2 separate regions of the Zea mays genome follow, and region 2 is linked to region 1. The links are chromatin contacts, called in public Hi-C maps. All regions are on one chromosome and are shown on one strand. Each heading gives the region's core, a stretch centred on a gene start, on an enhancer-like site or on the middle of the called end of the contact. The rest is flanking DNA. Distances are from core to core; before and after follow the strand shown.

Evidence for each region. A called contact is a pair of places that touch in the nucleus more often than the background predicts.
Region 2: a Hi-C map of tassel shows a contact between it and region 1, with 7 times the contacts expected there. The contact joins the promoter of LOC100282164 here to the promoter of LOC100283446 in region 1. A contact is called at or near these places in 7 of 25 Hi-C or Micro-C datasets (ear, endosperm, leaf and 1 more).

The regions. Positions count from the first base shown.
Region 1 is chr7:100,038,015-100,042,954 of Zm-B73-REFERENCE-NAM-5.0, forward strand. It overlaps LOC100283446, which reads right to left and starts at 3,604. Exons shown (of 9, transcript NM_001156347.2): 1 at 3,273-3,604; 2 at 2,195-2,205; 3 at 1,891-2,046; 4 at 1,388-1,451; 5 at 1,150-1,292; 6 at 856-943; 7 at 600-715; 8 at 369-519; 9 at 1-277. The coding sequence starts at 3,492. The coding sequence ends at 72. It also overlaps the pseudogene LOC103632625.
Region 2 is chr7:100,372,793-100,378,146 of Zm-B73-REFERENCE-NAM-5.0, forward strand. It overlaps LOC100282164 (60S ribosomal protein L35a-like), which reads right to left and starts at 3,693. Exons shown (of 4, transcript NM_001155076.2): 1 at 3,564-3,693; 2 at 3,235-3,463; 3 at 3,105-3,147; 4 at 1,533-1,848. The coding sequence starts at 3,631. The coding sequence ends at 3,106.

The DNA of each region.
Region 1 (4,940 bases), core at 2,354-4,853:
ATTTCTGTCAAACAAGATACTCGTTAAACAAAATTTAATGAGCTTTGAAGCAACTCTTGTTTGTTCCATTGTCACCGCATCTTGTAGAACTGTGTTCTTGATACCTGACACCTATGCCCATTTATGGAGTACTTGAGCTTAATGTCGATATCTCGAGGGTTACTCTTATTGGGTGTGACTGTCATGGAACCACTCAGGCTTTCCCCCTGACAGATAGTTATAACATCCTCCAGGTAGAGAACAGTTTGCTTCCAGTGAGTGGCTTTCGATCTCGGGCCTGCAAGGAGTAATTTGGAAATGAGTTGTGTTAGCCAAATTTGCTCCTAAATCACAATACCTTGCAGGTGGGAGCTAGGAAACAAGACCACCTGTTGAGAAGCCCATCAGCTTATGGCATTTGGTGAACGACACGTCAAAGTATGCGACAAGAGCATGAATGTAATCATTCCGCTCTGCTACCAGCTTGAATGGTACAGTAAAGGACGCGTCACCTGGGGTCATTTTGGAGATATCCATTGTCTGAAATACATAGGATTTGAGATCAAATGTCACCCGACGAAAAATGAGGAAGCTATTGCCTTGGTTAGGGATGCAAATACCTTCAGTAACTGGCAGTTAGTGACAATCTGATTTGCATCCACTGTATCTACCAGTGGCTCCATCATCGCCTGTTTCTTTATGCAGCTCATATCAAATCCATATACATTATTCCAAACTGCAAAAAGGGTAACAGAGAACCCAAATAGAACTTCATTACTAAATAAATACCCAGTGAAAATGCTGATACCAAAGGTTTTAAAAGGAAATAAGACTCATGTTGACAGGTTTAACGAACCATGTACCCAAGGAACTTACATTCAATTTTGTCTTCCTTATATTCTGCGTCTTCAATCGCAGTAAGACGCAAAGAAGTCCTGTCTGGCAGGACCACACCACCATCAGCCTACAGAAAAGTAGCACAACCTAAGCTGCCCTCAGAAAGTTCAAATATTTTACAGAACGACAGATAAGGATATTCATAGACAATCAAATTGTATTTTGTAAAAAAATGCTAAAAAGAGAATAAACACAATGAATCAAACAGGTAACATCAATAGTGAAGAACAGAATCTGAAAATTGTACTGATGATTTTATAAAGGATCGCTTACAAGCCATTTATCACGTGCATATAGGACAGTGTTCAACATATTCTCGAACAGGAGGAAATAGCCCATCCACTCTGAGATGATGACATCTACTTTTGGGACTGGAAGTTCTATTTCTTCCACTTTCCCTTTTATTACAGTTATGACTGCACAGATGAAAATAATTGTAAGAATACATCATAGCCAAATAAGCATTATATGTAGGTACAGAACAGAGAGTAATATGATGACAGGAATTCACCATCTGAATATCCATTTGATTTTACAATTTCCTGTGCCATGTCTGCCATCTGGGAACATTCAATCTGTAAAAGATCAGATCATTATATATTAGTAAAAGAACAGGTACTTAAATTAAAAGCATGTTTATAAGATGTCAAGATGACAGAAGAACAGTGGCAAAGAATAGATAAAAAATGGCAGCAAAATAGAAGGATTGAAGTAAAAAAACGCAGTCACAAGATGCCAAGATAATAGACAAATGGTGTCCAACAAGAAAGCAAAATACATACCCTAAACTATAGAACTTCATATACTAAACTACATGTTGTCAATATTGCAAACCCTCCATTTGTAGACAATGAACATATTCCACATGAAAATGGCCATCCAATTTTTTAACAAAAAAGGAGGAAAAAACACTTTTTTCAGCAAATAAGTGTTGCGGAAATGCGTATGTTGCATTGGATTTGTGGCCACACAAGAAGGGAAATTGAAAACATGAACAGAAGTCAACCAACTAACCGCATAGACATGTTTAGCTCCTGCTTTTGCACAGAAAAGAGAAAGAATTCCAGTTCCAGCACCAACATCAAGGACTACTTTGTTCTTGATAAGAAAGCTACTCTGGGTGATAACATTTTGATATGTTTTTGTCCGAACGACATCTTTTAGCATTTCCTGCAGTCAGCACATGCAAATAATTGGCATCTCCACTGCATAGGCATACTGACTTCAAATATTTCAAATTAATGAGATATTAGATGCTTGTAAAACGTGGTGCTAATAAGCTACCACCACATGTAAGGTTTCTTGAAGAACCACTTACTTCATGAATACCTGCAAAACAAAGAACATGGGAAACCTTAATAAGCATCGACTTCATTGAACAGTGAAGCATGATTAGTTGAGTAAATAACTGAACTTACTGTATAGAAACAGAACACAGCAGGTAAATTTAAAAAATGATAGCATATACGGTTATGGTGGGAAAAAAACTAGTACAAGAGTAGGATATATGGACTCGTGCTACATGAATCAGGTGATGACAAAATCAGAAATTCCAATAATTCAGTTCTAATGTTTCTCTTCCTCAAAACAGCACTAAAGTAGCCTAAAGTATACCATAGATGAAAAAGAGGCTAGCGGAAGAGTACACAACACTTCAACAACAACATTCATACAATTAATTACATTCCTTACAACAATTCAACAGAACAAGAATACATCTTTGGCGCCTTTATTTTCTACCACACCACACTGACCACCAAACATTTAACTACACATTGGCTGAATAATAGCCACATCAAAGTATGGAGCCACTGAAGCTATGACTAACTGCCCTGTGTCAGTTGTAAAACTAGATTGTAAGTAGTAGCTAATGATCAGAACTTCAGGAAAGATCAATTTTCAGCCGAGAAACAACTTCAGTCAAACATTTATCATTTGGTGGAGCACTGAAAAGCCACACGCAGTACAGAACCAACAAAACAACAATCTTTCGGTTCCTCCGCAGAGACCAATGATTAATGAAAGCTCTGGTTGATGATCAATCACATCAATACTCGATTATATAATATATACAATGATAAACTATCAGAAGTGCCAACATACAGGCAACAAAATACACAAGAAAATATTTTTGCTGCTTGGCCATCAGCACCATCTAAATTCTTCACTCGAACTAATACTGAAATGAATAATGACTCCTACAAATAGTTAATGCACACTAAACAGGCTCCAAATTCGTGCAGGCAAAGGCCCATCCTTTTCCCCACTTACAACCATACGTGAAACTATGTCACTCCCTTGGACCCATAAGCAAACCAGGGTCGAAGCTTCCGATACACAAAAACATACAAATCTGCGGGAAAATAGCGCGAAATGAACAGAAGGGGCGCGCGTACCGAAGTGGGAGTAGGAGTCGAAGTAGTAGTCGGCGCTGGTCTTTTCGCTTCCAATCACCTCCGCCGCCGCCTGCTCGTCTTCCACCCCCGCGTCGAAGCTCTCTTCCACCTCCATCCCCACCTCTTCCGCCTCCTCGTCGGATTCGACCCTCAGCCGCGACGCCGTGGCCTCGACCAGGCTGCCGTTGGCGTCGCGGTTGCCGCCCTTGCGCCGATCCATGGATCTCTCGAGAGCGTCGCGAGTTCGTGGCGCGCCGCAAAACAGGGGAGGAGGGAAAGCTAGGGTTTTGTGAGAGGGAGAAGGGTTTGGTCAAAAGAGGCTTTATAGCCACGGTGGCGCAAATATCTGCCCATCCTGGATTCAGCAGCTCACAACAGTCACAGGCTCACAACCTGACATACCACAACGGAGCGTCCACAATATAAACCAGTTGGAGCCTTCTACTCCTAGACAAAATGCAACTGTTTTATTAACTGAAGCTAAAGCTAGTACCATATTCTTACATTGGGATGATACAAATTATTCGATTATCGATATCGGTCCAGTTTTGAATACAACTTAAGGGCTTGTTTGTTTACCCCAGATTATATAATCTCGATTAAATAATCCTAAGAGACAAACAAACAGTCCAGCTTATTTGCTCAGATTATATAATCTAACCCCTTAGATTATGATAATCCATAAGCAAGTGAGGAGGTGCTTATTTCAGATTATTTTTTCCCACTTCCCCACTACCCTTTCAAATTTCCTAGAAATTACCCATTATTGCCATTATAATCCACTGAATCGTTTTTGCGCCTATCCGACATCCAGCGACCAGCAAATCCAGCATAGTTCCTCCTTGACTCCTCCTAACCCTAGCCGCCAGGCTCCAGGTGCCCTTGTCTGGTTCTAGTGCGAGTCCGTGACCGTGACCCACCGTCCGACGGCCATTGCCGTTGCTATCTGCGCCTCCGCGGTCCGCCCAGGAAGTTGCTGGCTTGCTGTCGTCCGCCAGGCACACTACTTCTTCGGCCAGCGGTCCAGTCCACGGACTCTAGGCCATTTCTGTTGCCGCGTGGACGCGTGGAGTTAGCCTCAGTCACTATGGTGCACTAGTGGCATCGATCGGGTTAGTGTTTTTACCCTTGCATCATTTGGTCTTAATCTCATGGAGACCTTTTTTTGTTTGCTGTCCACACTAGACGCGTTGATTTTTTTTGTTTGCTCTTTGCTGCCCTCATGGATCTTGACGAGTTGACAGGATTGTGGTGCACCAACTCAACGGAATCACGGAAGCTACAGGCCGAGAGCTACTGTGGTGCTGGCTGGCTGACGCCTGACGGAAACTACAGACCGAGCGGCTGAGGTGTAGCTTTCAGAATTCCAGATCCAGTTGAAATTATTGTTTGGTGCTAAAATTATTATTTGAGGTTGTTGGAATGTTAAATTATGATAAATTTCTATTACATTGCTATTGGAATGTTGCTGAAATTTTAGTGGGCGGGCGGGGGCAGCCGATTCCAGCCGCAGATCAGCTGGGGCGCCTAATTTTTCTCTGCAACTATCCTGCCGAGATCCAGAGTGCGACCATCTAATTGCTACAATGCTACTCTATCTACAGGTGTATTGTGATGGATCCTCCGTCGGAACCAGCAAACATTGAATCAGGAGTTGGTGATGTTACG
Region 2 (5,354 bases), core at 2,443-4,942, 330 kb after region 1:
AAATTATTGTATGCTCAATGTTATTTTTCTTCCAATTCTTGCTCACCTACCAATTCTGTTCAGGAGAAAAATCACGAAGATAAATAGTTTGCTGGTGTATTCTAAAACCAAACATCATTATGGAATCACAATCTCTGAACATTAGTAACTATGATACATGAACATAGCAATATGGTACAGAAAATGTATTGTATGTCATTCTTTCTAGGCTTTATTGACACTTAATTCTTATGAGGCATAATCGTTGAAGGCCGTCGAAATCTTTATCAAGGACGTTAAGGTATTTGCATCGTTCAATGGGGAGTTGTTTAAGGAGATCACAAAACTTTTGACCTTGGAGAACTTTAGGTAAAGTGTTCACTGGTCATTCTTTATTTTCTTTTGTGTGTGTTGTTCTTAGTTTCACCCAATGATGTCCCGATCTTTATGTGCAACACTTTTATTGTCTATTTGTTTTGTTTGTTGTTAATAATTAGCTGATGTACATTGTCGAGATCGTACAATATTGAGATTTTGAACATCATTGGGCGATTTATGTCAGTCTATATATATCTTTTAAGTTGACGACCCTTGTGATGCTGAAACTGATGAAGACCTCCGATGAAGAAAGAGACATGCTGCACATGCACGAGGTATGGGCGATTTATGTCAGTGTTCAACAATTTGTTTTTTTTGTTTTCCTTATCTTTTCAGCACCTCCTAACACTGCAAATCTAATGTTCTTCTGCGTCACAGGGTACTTGCAGATAGATGTCGGCTCTATGGACAAACACTCGACCAAGTCAGATGAGGAGTATGAGGACCTAGCCATGCGTGACGTGATGGCTACTGGTCCGACAATGAACAGCAAGCTGTGAGTTAAAGATGAACTCACGTGCCCTAGAGAGCAACATCCATAGGAGTGAGGCAAAATGGCTGGTACCACCACAACATGGACCCGTTCATGAAGATGTCCAAGGAGGTGGTAGCATAATGTCTTGTGCGTCGTTGTGTCACCGGCTGGCAATATGCTGCGCTAGTACCGGTGGGTGTTGTTTCTTAGGCGTCTGCTTCTATGCTTTGAGTTGTGCTATAGAGTGGTTGTGCCAACTACTGATTTTAAAAGAAAAAGGTAAGCTAAAAATCATTGTTGAAAACAAACATAACGGTTCGTTCTCATCAGTTGTGCCAACTACCGAGCATTTCATTGATCAGAATCTGTCGTTGCTCATAAGAACCAAAAGTAAGACACTTCTTAATAAGATTGGATGCAAATTTCTGCTCGCTTATCTTCACTATCTTTTCTCGTATCAATAATACACATTTATATATAATTTTTTTGTGGTATTATATGTTTCCGTTGTAACGCACGGGCACTCACAGTATAAGTATAAATAAGGAAAAGTCTGCGATATACTAGACTTCGATTTTAGGATGCTAACGGGATTATGCACTTATTACGCTAGATAGTATCTTCCACAACTGTTTACTGAATAAAAAAGTAAACTAGACCCACACACAAAGGCCCTGTGCCCATAAATTAGAGCCTCTTGTGCCAATAAATTTTGCAGAAATGATATTGAAAGAAGCATCCCAGAGCAGCGTAGAACATTACACATTCATACCAAACGGAACTCCTTTCAATTTGAAGATACTGCAATCAGACATCGATGTAACGGGGCAAATTAAGATCTGCTGCTGGCATAACATTACGACAATAGTTCATCCGTTCGACAACAAATTTTGGCACAACTTCCACAGGTTCAGCACTTGAACAATCTAAGTTACCAACACAAGGCATTTTAAGTTCAGAGAAAAGTGAGAAATAAACACATGGCCATTTCTAGTCCATCTTTACTCCAACAAAACCTGCAGACATATAAGCCAAAAATAGGATAAGCAAAGGCATTGCAGACATATATTCGAATGTGGACAGGAAAAAAGAGATAGAAAGAACTATATTTTGGGACAGATGGGAGTATGAAAAAGGAAATAAACATTCCCTCGATATCAGTGCTTGTATAGAAACATCATTTACTCTTCTCTAGTTCTATATGCCCAATATAAACATAAATGGGCAGACCCAGCACCACAGGCTCCCTTGTTCGGTTCAACCCCAATCCATATGTATTGAGCCGGATTGAGGGGGTTTCAATCTCTAGTAAGTCAAAATCTCTCCAAATCCGTATCAATCCCCTCCAATCCATATGGATGAAAATAACCGAACAAACCCTAATAAGTGGGGTTCGGGGAAATTATAAAGAGGCAAGACTTCCCCTGCAAATGCGAAGAGGCTGCTTCAAACCCTCTATGACTGAGTGAGATAGACATTTCAAGGTGCCTAAAACTAAAAACTGCCTAGTCTAAAAGTGCTCCAAATAGGCATCACTATATCCAATACATAGTGACAGCACAATTAAGAACTGATGCAAAAAGCATTTGATTACTCCAGTGCAAAGAAACAGATACAATCAAATGCTGGTAGGCATCTAATAAATAAAACAGAATAACTGATAGAAAACTGGAAAAGATTATTTAGAACTATATACTCCATCCATAATAGTAAAGTTTCCACAAGGGTAAACTTTTCCACCATATTTCACCGTTCCCATTCCTCACAGTTAATTTTCCTAATATTGATTTATGATTCACAAGGAGTATGTATTTTTTGCTACTAGAAATGTAGCTACATTTGTGAACAGAGGAACTATTACTGAACTAACAAACTAAACAATGTATATTCCACGTGTGTTTGGTACCATTGAGACATGTAAAGACTGAAAGTTTTAACTTGGCGTTCTAAGCTAATTGAATTAATCACTCAGCAAACTATAAACTCACTGAATACAAGCAGTATCAACATGAGCACACCAAACTACAAAAGCCGAAATTTCTCAGATGAATAGACACTGTTTGCTGCTATAGACTCAATGTGACTACTAATAAACAACCGTAACCACAAATAATGATGCGTTTTAACCACCTAAAAGTGCTAGACCATGGACTACAGCAATGGCCAGTGCAGTCTACGCAAAATTCGTTGTCATATCATTCGATCACAAACAACAAATTCAAGATCAACCAGCCAAACAAATAGAGAAGATCAGTCGTTTCCGGATCCTAACCTTAGATGCTGCTCGGGTACATGAACACTCTGACCTTGCGCCCCTGCACTCAAATAAAAACAGCATCAGGAGAGAGACCAACCATCAATTGGGATCAGGCATCAAACAGCTTAGAGGTTGCGTCACTGACCATGGACTCAGGCGGGAGGTTGGACATGAACTTGGCACGGACGACGCCCGAGTTTCCGTGCGGACGGGTGACCTTGCCCCAGATGCACCTGTAGCGGGTCTCATTGCTCTTGGTCTTGGCCTTGTAGATGTACGCCATGCGCTTGCCAGCGTACCACGCGACATCCTCCTTGGTGTTCACCCCCTCGATCTGCACGAGAGACGTGGTCTCGTACTGGTTCGACTTGGACCTGCGCAGCCACCACCGCAACCACAGTTAGCGGAATCGAACCGAAAAATGACCAGATGCAAGTAGAACAGACGGAGAAGAGGCTGTGGCGTGGATCTCACCTCTTGTATCCAAGGATGGTGCCCCGGACGTAGAGCCTGACGCGCTGTCCCGTGCGTCCCTTCACCATGGCGGCCGCTTGCTTCGTTTTGCGCTTACGCTTCCGCCGCCGGGTAATGCTAGAGAGAGCTCGTGCAGTTTGGGGCCGGAGGTACCTTATATGTAGCAGGGGACGGAGAGAAGAGCGATCTCGATTGACTCGCAGATTCCAACGAACGGTCACGATGTTCCGAAGGGCTGTCTCGAAAATGCTAGGGTTTAAGTCACGAGGGTAAATGGGCCGATTGGTTAATGGCCTTCTGCAGGTTTTTTTAGTCTTTCCATCTGGGCCAAGATGGGCCGGTCTAGCAACATGACGAGGCTAATTGCAAATAGGACGTTTCGTTCCATGTTAACTCATTGATATGGTCCTAAGGGTTTAGGTCGTACACTCGCACTAGTATCTTGTGTGCCGTGACAACATATAAATTATTCAATAAATACAACATATAAATTATTCAATAAAATATTAATACATAACATACATTAAAAACATGCTTCAACTTCTTCTACCATCAGTTGTATATAATGAAAATGTAATGAGCATTAATAGGTTTAAGAGATAAATATATGTGAATTGCTTCTTTTTCTATGAATAATTAATTCATTTTCTTTTTTCGAATGATTGGGAGTATAGTATATAGACAAACATTAATACAAAGGCCATCAGTTGCACGGCTAGGGAGACGAGTAAGGTGTGGCACGTGGGTTGCTCGGGCCGATTGTGTTGGGCCGTTACGTGGGAGAGAGAGTGTAGACACACGACATATATGATTCACGTGTGACACGACGACGGTGGAAACTGTCGCACCCGGTTTTGGAAGGTAAACCGAATGCGAACCATGTACGTGCTAGGATTAGAAACTCACGTACACAGCGATTACATAATTGGACATCATCACACAATGCTCAAAGTAAATAGCGGAAAAATACTTTATTACAACAAGATGTCCAAGACATCCACTGAGTCTAAAATATAGTCATTAACATCAAAGCGCGGAAATACGAAACGTAGAAGATAAGGCCTTCACAGGCAGCTGACTGGGGGTTTGCCACTAAGATAAACTAGAACTCATCGTAGTCCTGAAACTCCTCAAAATCCTCCATGTTGCCAGCATCTCCTCCTAAGCACTGAGTAAAGTGGGGACAACCTGGTGTGGGGTAGTTTGTAAAGCAAGGGTGAGTACACATCAACGTACTCAGCAAATGTCCCGTTTGGCTAAAGTGGACTAGCTTTATGTGGAGTTAAGGTTAAGCAGTTGCTTTTAGTTGGTCAAGTATTTATTACTACTAGTAGAGCCAAGTTTTAGTAATAAACCCATTTATTACCCAAATGTACTCCCTCCAAGAGGAAATACCAGAGATCATAATTATACCATCATCATTAATCATCATCGTAAAAGTAACCAAAGTTCTTCTAATCAAAGAGGATCCCAAGGCCGCTCATAACCGTGAGCACGGCTGATATACCAGTTTCTAACACTCTGCAGAGGTCGCATACTTTACCCACAAGTCGTGATTCACATTCTGCCCGGAAAGAGCCAATCTCCATTGACCACTACCCATGTGGCCTGGCAGGGTATCACTACGTAGCCTTTACAAAGATTTCCCAGAGGTCGTAGCCGCTCGTTAGGTTTCTCCAGTTTGATAAACACAGTACCTCTCCCCAAAGGAAGGGTGACTAACAAAACCGAATCAAGAACCTCTGCAACCAGCCTCGGTAGAGCAAGTACTGTGCCCGGACCCCATTGACG